Linked DNA regions of Capra hircus: region 1 is linked to region 2. The links are chromatin contacts, called in public Hi-C maps. All regions are on one chromosome and are shown on one strand. Each heading gives the region's core, a stretch centred on a gene start, on an enhancer-like site or on the middle of the called end of the contact. The rest is flanking DNA. Distances are from core to core; before and after follow the strand shown. Region 1 overlaps FHAD1 (forkhead-associated domain-containing protein 1). Region 2 holds the start of LOC102174414 (chymotrypsin-like elastase family member 2A).

Region 1 (4,446 bases), core at 667-3,166, 120 kb before region 2:
ATACTAGTTTGGGTTGCCATTTCCTACTCCAAGGGATCTTCCCAACCCAGGAGTCGTACCCACATCTCTTGTGGCTCCTGCATTGGCAGGCGGATTCTTTACCACTAGGACCACCTGGGAAGCCCCAACCATAGTGACCATTCATGGTGTGCAGAGCCTTCTAACCGATTTCTCCCAGACCCAGCAGTGGAAGTGCCTCCTCAAGCCTTGCGGCTGCAGCTGCACCACTCATTCCATCATCTTCCCTTTCTTTGTGCTGCAGCTGGAGCATTTCAGAAGTCAGGTCATCAAGGCCACCTACGGACGAGCGAAGCCGTTCCAGGACAAGCCCGTCTCCGATCAGCAGGTTCGTCTCTCTTCCCCACTTTCTTCCTCGGGGACCCGGGACTCCAGACACTGGGAACATATGTTTCTGTTTTTTGTTGGTGGCGCATATTTTTCACACTGTTGCTACACCATGAAGATTTGTTTTGATATTCTGGGATTTCCTGGCTTTTAGAGTAAAAGCCAGTTAAACTCCCTTGAAGGGTTTCTGTGAAAATCAAATGGAACCACCCAGGCCTATGTCTGGTCTCCAGGCCTGCATGGTCCAGCTCCGTTAGTCCCACGAGGAAAGAGCCTCGCTGTAGAGCAGGCATCCTGGCTCGCTTCTCCTGAAGAGGGCAGCCGGCAGCAAGGATGTGCCTTTGGCTGTAAGGACTGACTTGTTATTCTTCCGTTTGTCCCCTCCAACCCTGTGTCGGCACGCGGGTGAAAAATTCACACCATGGACTGCTCTCGGATAGCCTAGCCTTCTCTTTCGGGCACCACAGCATCAGGCTCAGCATGATGAATCACTCCCAGAGTTCTGAAGAATCTAGAACACACACAGGGCCACATGACAAGCCTTTGGCTCTTAAAAATCATCTCTGATCCTGGGAAACAAGCCCTGGTGACAGAGCTGACATTCCCTCCAGAGCCATCACCCAAACATGCCAGGACCTCCCTCCCTAACCCTGCAGAGATGGGAGCTCAAGCCCATGCCCTCCCCCAACCCAGAGCCCCTCCCGCCAGAGCCACCCTGCAATGTCAATCTTTTTGTGTGTGTGTCTTTTTCCCATTAGTTAATAGAGAAGATCACCCAGGTCACTGAGGACAACATCAACTTTCAGCAGAAAAAGTGGACCCTGCAGAAGGAGACCCAGCTCGGCCTCTGCAGACAGGAGGAGGTCGCAGACAGCGTTGAGAAGCTGAAGAAGGCCTTAGACAGTTGCCAGGTGCCCTCCTCCACTTCTCACCCGTGCCCCCCATGGCTCACGTTGTGGTCCTTGTTCAGGAAATCGTCCGGTTCTGCTTTTCTGCCCACCTTCTCTCTTGCTGGAGAAATTTGTTTGAGGTAGAAAACAAAGGACCTCAAAAACTGCCTCCCAGGTGAAATTGGTGTGGCCAAGAAAAAGCTGCCTGACACTCCCCTTCGGGAGGCCCCTGGACCTCAGGGGAAGAAATGTTGTTGTTCAGTCACTCAGTCGTGTCTGGCTCTTTGAGACCCAGTGGACTGCAGCACGCCAGACTTCGCTGTCCTTCACCGTCTCCTGAAGTTTGTTCAAATTCATGTCCGTTAAGTCAGTGATGCCATCCAACCATCTAATCCTCTGTCACCTCCTTCTCCTCTTGCTCTCAAAATAGCCCTGGGTTATTTCCAGAGAAACCAAGAAAACATCCTGCTCTTTATTTGCGTTTTTCTTTTTTGTCCCAGCAATGGAAAGGCTGCTCCTACCCTAGTCGCCTTTGACTCTGGAGGAGACAAGACTGGTTCTGACCGACCCCCGCCCCCCACCTCCCAGCCCCCACCCGGAAAACCAGCTTTATCAGAGCAGGCAGCTGCTTCTGCTTTCTCTGGAAATAAGCAGCTGCTATTTGGGGAGTCTGTGAATGTTGGCTTGTCAGCACTTTTTCAAGCCAGGAAATCGGACTTTCTGACCAGCTTATGTGTTGATCTTAGCAGGAATTTTGTAGCCAACTTTGGTTCTCATTTCAGCCAAATCGTCCTTAGCAATTTGGCTTTGGAATTGCCTGTGCCTAAACACGGGATCTCTTCCTTTCTCTGTTTTTTTTTTCTTTAATTTTGTTTATTGGCTGCACCAGATATTATTTGCAGCATGTGGGACCTTCAATCTTCATTGCTGCATATGAGATTTTTTAGTTGTGGCACGTGGGATCTAGTATTGGAAACACGGAGTTTTCACCACTGGACCACCACGGAAATCCCTTGTTTTGGCTTTTATTTTATATTGGGGTATAGCTGATTATATCTTGGGCTTCCCTTGTGGCTTAGCTCATAAAGAATCTGCCTGGAATGCGGGAGACCTGGGTTCGATCCCTGGGTTGGGATAATCCACTGGAGAAGGGAAAGGCTTCCCACTCCAGTATTCTGGCCTGGAGAATTCCGTGGACTGTATAGTCCATGGGGTCGCAAAGAGTCGGACACAGCTGAGCAACTTTCACTTTCATAGCTGATTAACACACCATGTTGTGGTAGTTTCAGGTGAACACCGAAGGGACTCAGCCATCCATATACATGCATCCATTCTCCCCCAAACTCCCCTCCCATCCAGGCTGCCACATAACTTTGAGAGAGTTCCATGTGCTGTACAGTAGATGCTTGTTGGCTATCCATTTTAAATATAGCAGTGTGTACATAGCATCCCCAACTCCCTAACTATCCCTTCCCTCCATAAGGGGTTGCTGTCCCCCCAGCAACCATAAATTCATTCTCTAAGTCTGTAAACATGGGGTCTATTTGACCATCGGAAGTCCCAACTAAAGTACACATGAAATAAAAGCTGCCCCCTCGTCCCACTCACCCCCTAAAAAGCAACTAGAAGTGGGCCATCCCAGGGCACTTCCTGCTTCAAGAACACGTCAAGAACACCACTCTCTGCAGGTCATGGTGGCCGGGTGCTATTTCTGGCAACGGTGCCCTGGCTCCTCACGACCTCATCTGTTTCCAGGCTTGCATGAAGACATCATGCTGCAGCAACGACCTGAGGAAGGAGGTCAGCTTCCTGCAGCACCTGCAGGTGAGCCCACCTGTCTCAGGGCTCCAGAAGGTGTCACTGGACATCCTGCGCCTGTCACTGTCCTGGCTGGAGGAGACAGAGCACCTTCTGCAAGACGTGGGCATCCAGTTCTCCAGCACCAACAAAGGTAATGGCAGCCCTCTTCTCCTGTAGTTGCATGACTGAAATGTCGCGTCAAATCTGATCGCGATGGGACATCTGTTGAGGGAGGCTTCTTGTTGGGTGTGCGGCCAAGCGTTCCCTTCTCCAGACTTAACTCCGCTTCACCACTTGAGAAGTGATGTTCCAGGAAAAGAGTATACACAAGTGAGACATGACTGCTGGAGAAAAATGAGATGTGACAGAGGCAATAGGAAGAAGCAAAATTATGCCAAATCTTCTCTCTTAGAAGTTACCACATATATATAAAAAGACACTGTTTTTAGAGCAGTTTTGGCTTCACAGCAAAATTGAAAGGATGATATGGAGATTTCCGAGGTACCCTCCATTGCCACTCATGCACAGCCCCCCAGTTATCAACATCAGCACCAGAGAGGTACAACTGTTGCAGCTGATGAACCTACATGGACACATCGTAATCACCCAAAGCCCATGGTTTACATTGGAAAGAAAAGTGAAAGTTGCTTAGTCGTGTCCAACTCTTTGTGACCCCATGGACTATACAGTCCATGGAATTTTCCAGGCCAGCATGCTGAAGTTGGTAGCCTTTCCCTTCTCCAGGGGATCTTCCCAACCCAGGGACTGAACCTAGGTCTCCCACATTGTGGGGAGAGGGGGGGAATTCTTTACCAGCTGAGCCATAAGGGAAACCCAAGAATACTGGAGTGGGTAGCCTATTCCTTCTCCAATGGATCTTCCCCACCCAGGAATAGAACCTGGGTCTCCTGCATTGCAGGTGGATTCTTAACTAACTGAGCTATCAGGGGAGCAGTCAGGTTTACTTTGGGGTTCACTCTTTTTCATTTTAATTTTACTGGAGGAGTGTAGTTGATCTGCAGTGTTGTGTGGGGTTTACTCTTGCACATTCTATGGATTTGGGCTTGGACAAATGTGTGATAACATGTAGCTACCAATATAATATCATATGGAATAGTCTCATTGCCCTGAAAATCCTCTGTGCTTCCTCCCTGACCTCCAGTCCCTGGCAACCACACATCTTTTTTATTGTCACTATGGTTTTTTGCCTTTTCTAAGATATCATATAGTTGGAATCATACAACTTTTCAGATCAGTTTCTTTTACTTAGTAATATGCATTTAAGTTTCCTCTAAGTTTTTTCATGGCTTGACAGCTCTTTTTTAGTGCCAAATAATATTCCATTGCTTCCCAAGGAGCACAGTGGTAAAGAACCCTCTTGCCAATGCAGGAGATGTAGGAAACAAGGGTT
Region 2 (4,601 bases), core at 24-2,523:
GTAGAATCTGTGGTCACAGGGCAGGTCTGTCTCACCAGAGCCTGGCTTTCCTGGAACTGTGCTCTGACCATAAGCAAGGAGAATGAAGTTTTAAGGAAGAATAAGAACGTCCATCAGGAAACCCTCGCTCCTTTTTCCCACCCATGCACCCTGCTACCCACCAAACACAAGGGGCTTATTGCAGCACTGGGAGGACATTTGAAATGCCACCTTCAGCATCCTCAAGTAAAGGAGCTTGGAAATCAGACCAGCCTATGTTGGAAGCCCCCTTGTGCCACTTTAAAAGCTGTGTAATCTTGAGCAAGTTCACTTTACTTCTCTGAAACTCAGCTTCTTCATTTGAAATATGGGACCTTTTGCTAGATTTCATAAGACTGAGGTTAGGTAAGACACGTGAGTGCATCTGACATGTATGTTGGGTCAGTGTCCGCCTCCTTTTCTAAGAAGTTCCTGCTTTGACCTCATTTGGAAGTTACTAGAGAAGTACAAACTGCTGTGGTCCTAGGAGGGGATGATAAATACTCTTGAGCCATCCCAATAAAGCCCTCCACAGCTGCCCATTCTGGGGCTGCCAAACCCCACCTGTTCAGGTAAGCACATTTTTCAAATCCTCACCATATCATTGCAAAACAGACTGGGCACACATTTCTCCCCTTGTTTCATAGATGGGCAGGCTCCAGGCCTTGAGACTTCTGTGGCTTATCCTAGGCCACCCAGCAAGCTGAGGTATGGCCTAGAACAGGCTTCCTCAACCTCGGTGCCACTGACAATTAAGGGGGAATCGTTCCTCGTTGTTACAGGCCCCTGTGCCTTTGTGGGGTATTTAGCAACATCTCTAGACTCTACCCAGTAGATGCCAACAGTACCCCATCCCCTGCCATAATAACCAAAAATGTCTCTGGACGTTGCCAAATGTCCCCTTGGTGGATAATACCAGCACTACTGAGGATCACTGGCCTAGAACTGTTTGTTCAGCATGCAACCTAATGTTTTATATGAAAACACAACTCCAAGGGCCAATATTTTTCTTCTTCTCATAACATATAATCTGTTGAAAGTGGATAGAACCCATATTTCAACATCCCTGTTTGGCATCTTTTTCCAAGTATTTCCAGGGTGTCAATTAGGGAAAATGGAAAAAGAATATTGGCCATGGGCCATTTTTCCATTGGGCTTTGAGAAAATCCCCATCTTGAATTTTCCTAGTATATCTCTGTCCGATAAGCCCACTCATAAAACCAGGGCCTTAGCCAGGGCCACACATATAGGACTCCTTACGGACACACCATGATCAGGGCCTTACTGCTGTCTACGCTGGTGGCTGGAGGTAAGCCCTGTCACCCAGAGGCACTTTTCCAGCCTCCTGGTAGAACTGAGGATGGGACCTCCCTGCACCCGCTGGGCTCAGTCCTGTGGTTGTAGGAAAGCTGGAGTGAAATTTCAGAAAAGAGCAACAAAGGGTAGGACTCTACAACCTGTAAGGATCCTTCTAGAACAGGGAAACTCTATTTGGGGGTTGGGAATTCAGGAAGTGTGGGGTAGATTGTTTGGGTCACTGCTCCCTGGGTTTACAACCCTTTCTCTTTCTACAGCTCTCAGCTGCGGGGTCCCCACTTACCCACCGCAACTGTCCAGAGTGGTTGGAGGTGAAGATGCAAGGCCCAACAGCTGGCCCTGGCAGGTGAGTCCCCCATACTCTACTTCTTGCCTCCTTGTCCTTACATACATAACATCAGCCCTTTACCCTCCACCACAGGGTCTATTGCACTGGCAAAAACGAGGATTGGTGGGGACTCAACGGGCAGGATGGGGGAATTCAACAATAAAAAATACATTTCTGTGCCCTTGGTCAACCTTGGGGGTGGAAGGAGAGGGGCCTTCTCTAACGAGGATAAAGATCTGCCCTAGCCCACAACCCATCCACACAAATTCACAAATACATTCTTTCTGTTAACCAATCAGATGCTTGCTTACAAATATACTGTTATCTGAAGATCCATTCATCACTCTCTATGCAAATATTCCTTGCTTTCAGGAACCAATCAGTGCTATTTTATGCAAATTAATTCTTGACTACAGGCAAATCAATGTTACCAATAAAGTAAATGCCTCCTTACCTTGAAATAATTCTAACAATAAGGTGACTAAAAATGCTGGGTGGGGCACAGGCACAAATTACTAGGACCTGTTAGTGGTAGGACTCATGAAAGAAATATGTGAAGCGTACACTGACATTAATAAATATAGTAAAATCTCTCTTATCTGACATGATTGGGATTGAGTAATAGGCTCAGTGGTAAAGAACCCGCCTGCCAATGCAGGAGACCTAGGTTCGATCCCTGGGTCAAGAAGATGCCCCAGAGAAAGAAATGGCAACCCACTTCAGTATTCTTGCCTGGGAAATCCCATGGACAGAGGAGCCTGGTGGGGTTACAGTCCATGGGGATGCAAAGAGTCAGACACGACTTAGCGACTAAACAACAAATTGAAAGATTGGTTATAGATAAATTATTAGAAATCACACATATCCTTTAAATACTTATTTAATTGAAAACTTATAAATATGCATTTAGTCACCAATCTATCTTGTATAAATCATCCCCACAATGTATCATCTGTAATTCCATTTCTTTAAAGTAGAGTAACTGACTATGAGATACTCAAGAAGCAATCTGACAGCCCTTCCAGATTGTGATGACCTTTTTTTCTCAATTTTTCAGTTTTTTCATCTATGCTTAATTCACAGCAATTTTTTAAAAGTCATAGTTATGTGGTCTCTTCCAAGCACTTACCTTAGTTTCCATGTAAACCACAGCTATCTTTTAGAACTCATATTTCATTGGTTACATATTTAATTAATACACATGATTACAATATGAGTACAACTGGCATACACAGGTTTGGGCGCAGAAAGGTTGAGTGGGGTGAGTTTACAATGTAAGGGAGTGCTCAGAGTGCCCATGCAGCCATCAGTAGGTTTCATGGAGGGAATGCAACATGCATTCATCCTCCCTTCAATTAGGAGAGCTTCAGTCTTAGAGAGCGACAGACAATTCACAATTTATGTATTGGATTGGCCATAGAATTCATTCAGATTTTTCTATAAGATGTTACCAAAAGAAAACCCAAACGAATTTTTTACCAACCCAGTACTTAGCTCTGTGCGCTTTTGCCAGTTCTTCTACTTTTCTCACACACTCTCAAAAATATATTTATTTTTTCTGGGAAGTTGGAAGAGGGGCCCTATACCTCCCCCTTAAGTAGAGGTCACCCTTGTGCTGAGAATCAATCAATGCTGCCTACCAAAATAACTCCTCACCCTCTGGACCATTTGCTCCACCTCTGTACCACTTGCTGATACAAACATATCCTTGCCTTGGGAACCAATTGATGCTAGTCTTAGAAGGGTCTCACTACACTTCCTGCTTCTGCTTCCCTAGGAGAATTTTTTAATCAGGATGGGTGGGCAGGTCAAGCAGGGTGGGGACCAGGGTGAGGCAAACGAGGCACTCACTTTGGGGGCAAAAGTTAAGGAAGCGCCACAAAACTCAGTAACCAAAATGAATTTTTAATGCAATATTTTTTTTAAAAATCAAACTTTACCATAATGAACAAAATATCAAAATTTTAAACAAATATAATTTGCTCTACATTGGCTGAGGGGTCTCTTCTGTTCCACACTCATCTCAAGATTATGATTCTAGGTCACAATCCACTAGACACCGGAAAATAAAGTGCTAGATGGTTTAAAATTAAAGTAGGGTGTGTAGGACTTCACTGGTGGCCCAGTGTTTAAAACTCCTCATCTCCACTGTAGGGGGCGTGGATTCTATCTCTGGGAGGGAATGAAGATCCCACATGCTGCAGGGCATAGACAAAAAAAAAGAGATAATAATAAAGTAGGATGTGTAAGTTTCCAAATAGATTCTGGAGCCAGACTATTCATGCTATGGCACATACTAGCGTACAAGTGAAGCAACTCAATTTACCTTTCTCAGTGAGTAATATTAAAAATACATGGCACCCCTTATGATGTGGACCATGTTGTACAAATTTCTATTCACTGCCTTATTTTATTCATCTGTAAAGTGGGAATAATAATAGTGCTTCATGAGATTACTGTGATTGTGATGTGAGCTTATTTACCCTCTGAGCTCAGAACAGTGTCTGGTATATGGTAAGTGTTCAAATTATTAGATATTTAAAGTGTTAGCTATTATGATTATTAATAATCCCAAGAGCCCCAGACAAGCATTATAATTCCCATTTTCTAGACAAGGTGACGGAGGCTCAGAAAAGTTATATAATTGCCCAAAGTGACCCAGTTAGCCTGGGGGAAAGTGCAGAGTCAAATTTGGTTTAACCTTTGCTCTTGTGGCCACACTTTGCTGCCCACAAATTGTATGTTTATACATTATTTCAAATTTTCACATTGGTAGGATGATTTCAGCCTATTTGGAGATTTGGGCATGGGGCATCCTTTTAGGTATCTTTTTAATTTGGTCTAATTTTAAGCATTGTTTTTAAAAGGTCAGTTAATCTAAGTCCCCTTAATGTGAAGCAAACAAGATGTGATGGGGATAATCAGAAGTGATATTTGG

The links. Hi-C and Micro-C count contacts between places; a contact is called where the count stands out from the background.
Region 1: a contact with region 2 is called in a Hi-C map of blood, with 5 times the contacts expected there. The contact joins the enhancer-like site here to the promoter of LOC102174414 in region 2. A contact is called at or near these places in 2 of 5 Hi-C or Micro-C datasets (blood and liver).

What each region holds. Positions count from the first base shown.
Region 1 is chr16:50,643,126-50,647,571 of ARS1.2, reverse strand. It overlaps FHAD1 (forkhead-associated domain-containing protein 1), which reads left to right. Exons shown (of 32, transcript XM_018060595.1): 12 at 263-346; 13 at 1,104-1,256; 14 at 2,991-3,186. Among named protein-coding and RNA genes, the nearest start is that of EFHD2, 80 kb to the right of the region's middle. Within about 2 kb of position 1,916, at least 1 of the 5 cell types and tissues checked has an H3K27ac peak or open chromatin away from gene starts, as enhancers often do.
Region 2 is chr16:50,526,510-50,531,110 of ARS1.2, reverse strand. It overlaps LOC102174414 (chymotrypsin-like elastase family member 2A), which reads left to right and starts at 1,273. Exons shown (of 8, transcript XM_018060593.1): 1 at 1,273-1,327; 2 at 1,593-1,681. The coding sequence starts at 1,288.